2 separate regions of the Mus musculus genome follow, and region 2 is linked to region 1. The links are chromatin contacts, called in public promoter capture Hi-C maps. All regions are on one chromosome and are shown on one strand. The core of a region is the stretch at or near the end of the contact, and the rest is flanking DNA. Distances in the headings are between cores, read along the strand shown.

Region 1 (2,705 bases), core at 111-2,610:
GGGTACCCCTGCAGTACATGGTCTAGTAAAGGAGACAGAGATAAACCAACCATGAACTATGGAAGAATACATTGAGGGTACTCAAATAGTTGAAAATGCCTCCCAGAAGATGCCCCCATGTGCTAACCCTTAGAGCCTGTAAATGCAGCCTTCTATGGCAAATAGGAGGGCAGTCTTTATAGATATGAGTAAGGCTCTCAAGATAAAAGATTACCCTGGAGTGGAGGTGGGTCTCAGATACAATTACATGTCCTTATAAAAGGCAGAGGGAACACTGACACAGAGGGAAGGCAGGGTAATGTGACCACAGAGGCAAAGCACAGAATAATGTGACCACATCCAGAAGGCAATGGGGCAAGGAATCCTGGCAGCTGCTGGAATCTGGAAGAAGGATCTGAGGTCCTCAGTCATTTCTGGATGGCCCTTGATTCACGCAACCCAGAGCCGATTTCCAGTACCTCTCCTGTGCAGCTGTGATAAGGTAGACGTCTAATCCAGAGTTTGCGTGGTTTACCAGCTAGGAGAAATGAGCAGACGCTCTACACACTCCTGGGAAGGTGTCTGCTCAGGAGCCTTGGGTCAAGCTTAGGAACGGATCCTGGCTGATTTAAGCAGAAAGATCCCCTGGAGTTGATACTGACTGGGGATGGGAGGGCTCCTGTGGTGGGCCAGTGGCCTGAGCCTGGGTGGGGGAGTAAGCTTAGCCACGAGGAGGGTTCGAAAAAACTCAGCTGTTAATGTCAGGGAAAAGCCTGCTAAGAGGCTACTGCCCGTGTCATGAGAAAGAATTGTACCCTAGCCATCCCTCTTTTCTTTGTGTCACTTGTAACCTGTGTAATTCCTGAAAGTATAATCTGGTCAGACAGAAAGCCTCTCCACTATGTCTTCCTCAGTTTAGAAAAAGGAGGGAAGTTCCAAAGGGACAGAGGGAATTCTTCCTAACTTTAAGAAGGTTCAACAACCAAAACCAATAACAATTGCAACAAAAATACATAGCAGGAGACAGCCAATCCTGGTATGAGTGGCTTTTGGGGAAAGGGGCTGTGAAAGACAAACCAGCCTGAGCATTCATAGAACTGAACTGTGGCCTGTAGGTACACATGCACGTGCAGGTCATATTCACATGTTCTCTGAGCTGGCTGGCATCCCCCTCCTCCCATTTTCACATCTCACTATTGCAATCTTGAGCAGGAAATGTAAACCAAATCCAGGGGCCCTTGCGAAGGGGAAAGAAGAATGCAGGCTGGACACAGGAACACCACGTATGGCTGCCCCACACCTGTGTCCTTGGAACTTAAGTCAGCATCCCCAGAACATCCCGGAACTAAGAGCAAACACTGCCATCGCTGAAACGAATTGTGTATTGGGTTGCCTAGCAACTCTGTGTTGTTTATGTGACTAACTCCTAGCCTGGACACATGTGAGTACACCTTTAGCTCTCTGGAGAATGTAACTGAGTCATGATTCTACTTTTATGAAATCAGGAAGAGTAAAAGCATTATTTACATACGGGCTTGCCTATGGACCCTGAAATGAAGCAGAGTCCTAGAAGCTGCAGGTGAGGTGACTCAGAAGACTGAAGGATGGAATGTTTCAGAACAAGCTGGAGATGAAGTTCACTGACGTCAGCCTTCCAGTGAGTCTGCTGAGTCTCTCAGCCTGGAACCGTGGGGGTCCGAGAGGAACCACAGTCAGTCACTTTCTGCCCTATGTCATTGATCTTAAACTGAGTGTTGTTCCTGGGAACAACATAAAGCCAGTGCCCTATGGGTAAGATTAAAAGAAAATTTACCAAACATTTAAAACAATGGACTCTGTCATCTTCTCCAGCATACTGTTCATCAGTCTTGGTCTGTCTCTCCATTGCCTAGATGCCTTCTTGGTCCATCAGAAGACAACCAGGGAAAGATGTCAAATGATAGCCCTGTCATTAAGCAGTTCTGTGACATAAGCAACCCTCCACGTCCCAAATACCTTACTTGCAAACTCAGAAAATAACAGTACTTTACTGGGCTGCTTGGTAAACCTTAATAAAATATACATCTGGCACACAAGCACAGTCCTCCAAGCTGTTTCCATGGCCCAGCAGGGAGAGGCCTTTGCTGTCAAGCTTTCTGACCTGAGTATTGTTCCAGGACCCACATGGTAGAAAGAGAAAGCTGATTCCCACAGGCTGTCCTCTGACTTCCACATGCATGCTGTGATACACACACACCTCATACACCACAAATGAATGTTAAAAAAAAAAAAAAACTTAGAAATATCTCTCATCCCTGTTGACCTTGTCTGAGATATTTCACCTGTTCATCTCTTTGTTCTTCAGCGCAAGTGTGTTCATAATGCTTACGTGATAGTGTTGGTTGTCAGTTTGTCAGGACAGAGTCCCATGGGTGGGAGAATCTTGAGAGAATCAGTTGAACAGAAAGACCAGCCCTCTATGGCTTCCCTCTATTCCCTAACTGGGAAAGACAAAACCCGGGATAGCATAGCAGCCTGCACAGGCTCATTGCTCTCTCCTGACTGCAGATAAAATGTGGCCAACTGCTTCAAGCTTCTGACAGCTCCCCCATCACAAAGGACCCTCGCTGGGAACTGAGTTAAAATAAAGCTTTTGTCTCTGAAGTTACTTTGTGTGTATCACATCAGCATGAAAGGAAAGCAAGCAGTTGCTCTTAGCCACTGCACCATCTTGCAGAATTCTCAAG
Region 2 (2,705 bases), core at 150-2,649, 100 kb before region 1:
TCATAAGCACAAGGCGGGTGTTTTTGTTTTTGTTTTTGTTTTCTTACAGAGCAAACAGTAACACCTCAGCTTGACCTGACTCAGTATCTGGACTTTCTCCTGAAAAAGAAAGCCAACCTTCACTGAGGGGCTACCATTACAGCAAGCACTTTACCTATGCATTTGTTCCTCATGGTCACCCACTTGGGCAGATTATCTGTTATCTAAATGAAAAAGATTAAGGTTCAGAGAACATAAGTGCACAGCCTCATGTGCTCTAGCCAATCAATGATGAAATGGGCCCAACCCAACTGACCAACCCCAAAGACTCATAAAATGCATGTCCCCCAGTTAACTGTAGACTCTCCAGAAAAGGAGTCCTTTTATTTCTTTAGAACACCTCAATGTTGACTGTTTTTCTTGTTATCCCAGTGTGCACTTTCTTCTTTTAAACAATGCCTTACTTGCTACTTACATTTTTATAGAAAAGTATGAAAGAAAGTATTGCCCAAACAGTTTGCTTGGTACACCCTACTACAGGGAGCATCTGTGTCATTTCTATAAAGTCACCTGTAATCAAAACACACTGGCAATGGCCAAAACTATGAAGATTCCCAGTGCGCATATGATATCTTGAGAATCCCTCATTAGCAGACAGTTCATCTGCTATGAAGGGAACCAGAAGCACCCCACCCCACCCCCACAGCAACTTCCCTTTCCCACCTGCAAGGTGGGACTGGTCTCCCTTTCGCTCTTCTTCTAGTGCTTTCTTTAAAAGTCTCCTTTCTCCTCTGTGCCAACCCTTCCACGTTCCAGACAGTGTTAAGAATCCAACACTGGATTTGTCTCCTCCAAAAAGTAGACTGAATGATCTCTAAAGACATGTGAGAGACACCACAACTTATGAGACTAGGATTCTAACTCCAATTCCTACAACATAGTTCTGGAAATGTTCTCAGACCAGTTTTAGATGCTGATCCCTAATGACAGGTGCTCACACTCATTTACACCTCAGAGAACCCAATGTTCCCTTAGTTCCACTCCAAGTTCAGTTCGACCAAAAGCCACTTTCATCCAGTGAGTGTCTGAAATACAGACTCATGAGAAATAACTATTAGAGAAAGGAACTGTGTCCTCCCCAAAAGCTAAGGACACCAGGGACAAGCACCTTTTGTAGCTGTACACACTTGGCCTCAAGGGATACATTTATCAGCCCTTCTTAAGCCATCCACCCATCATCTAAGTTATCATTCTTACAAACTTCTGGAAGAATACTGAGGACAATTCACCCTTACCTTTCAGTAAGTAAGAAATGCTGCTTAGAAGTTTTTGTCGTCCATTCAGCCGTGGAGACACTTGCTGTGGCTGAAGAACCCTAAGAGACACTTCCTCAACCTGTTCTGCTCCTCTAGCCTCTCCCTTCACCCACCCCCCCAGTCAAACATTAACCACAACATTTTTATTGATATCTGAGAGTCACTGGGTATCATAAAAGGTATCATTACATTCAGTCCAGGAAAGAAGTTACTTTATACCCATTCATACCAAACATGCTTTCAAACTGGTTGCTGAGTTGTTGGTGGTGGTGGTGTTGTTTTAAATATATGAATAAGTTAGGAGTTAAGAAGTTTAAATGAGGAAGTTGAGTGTGTATCCAACTATCTCTGGAGTGTGAGCTCTGTGGCATCAAAGAGGGTTGCTAACATTTTACACAATCACTTATTGTAGTGTCTGCAAAGGAGACTGTCAACAAGTATGCGTATAGGTTCTGTACAAGTCCAAACTACAAGGCACCAAGTTTGCTGACAGTGTCACCCACTGACAGACACTGACAAGTGATTTTGTAGATGGCCCAGATGCCATGCTGAAAGACACAGTGGCTGTTCCAACTTCTGAAAGACACGGTAACCCAACAAACACAGTTCTGTTCTGTTTTGTTTTGTTTTGTTTTGTTTTGTTTTGTTTTGTTTTGTTTTGAAGCTACTGCCACAGACATCTTAAGCCAAGGCGTCTTTCTGACTGATGGCTAAGTCCCACTCTTCAGTGCCTCCAGGAAACCATCTTGAAAATGTGAAGTGATACCAGGCAGAGGTCACATAGGTCAAAGTTTACCCTGTTTCTGGGGACCTTCTGAAGTGTGTCTGGATGTCTCCTGAACTGCTGTTTCCCTTCCCTTCCATTGCTGGCTTCAGAGCACTCTTAATGGGAGCTCCCTCCCTCTAAGATCTCCTGAACAGCTTTCCTGGGTGCTCTAACAGTGGAACTGCCCTCCCTCCTCAGTCTCACGGCTAAGCTCACTGTGTTTAGAGAAGTAAGATTAACTCGGCCAAGAACTTCTCAAATTTTGACCATCTCTGCTTTCCCATCTGCTAGACAAAATGACCTTGGGACACAAAATCAAATAGCTTCATCCTGCCTGATGATTCACTTCCTGGAATCAATCAATTGCATCTCTCCTCACAGAACTTCTCTGGAAGGAGTTGGCTTCTTGCCTAGTAGTCTTTTAATAATGTGTGTAAAATATAATTTTTAAGTCTACAAAGTTTTTGTGTGTGTTGGGGGGTGTTTTTGCTTTTGTTTTGCTTTAGGAAAAGCAGATTCATAGACGGGTAAATTTATAGATTGCTGTTGTTTTCAGTAATAATACCATGCCACCAGGGCCATGGCACATGGGCATATAAGTTAAAGGTATCTCTTCAGCTAGTCTTCTCAAGTCTATGAATAGA

The links. Promoter capture Hi-C pulls out the DNA fragments that hold promoters and counts their contacts.
Region 2: a contact with region 1 is called in a promoter capture Hi-C map of trophoblast stem cells, with 1.9 times the contacts expected there. The contact joins the promoter of Cdh17 here to the enhancer-like site in region 1. A contact is called at or near these places in 9 of 39 promoter capture datasets (the HPC-7 cell line, cranial neural crest, embryonic stem cells and 5 more), 1 of 484 Hi-C or Micro-C datasets (MC3T3-E1-derived osteoblasts), 2 of 115 datasets of contacts at active chromatin or transcription factors (embryonic stem cells and pancreatic cancer cells) and 2 of 9 other capture datasets (macrophages and pancreatic islet).

What each region holds. Positions count from the first base shown.
Region 1 is chr4:11,652,511-11,655,215 of GRCm38.p6, reverse strand. No RefSeq gene overlaps it. Among named protein-coding and RNA genes, the nearest start is that of Gm35884, 22 kb to the left of the region's middle. Within about 2 kb of position 1,360, at least 37 of the 459 cell types and tissues checked have an H3K27ac peak or open chromatin away from gene starts, as enhancers often do. A contact at or near this core is called in pancreatic cancer cells and trophoblast stem cells, where this site is marked.
Region 2 is chr4:11,756,851-11,759,555 of GRCm38.p6, reverse strand. It overlaps Cdh17 (cadherin 17), which reads right to left and starts at 1,399. Exons shown (of 18, transcript NM_019753.4): 1 at 1,275-1,399.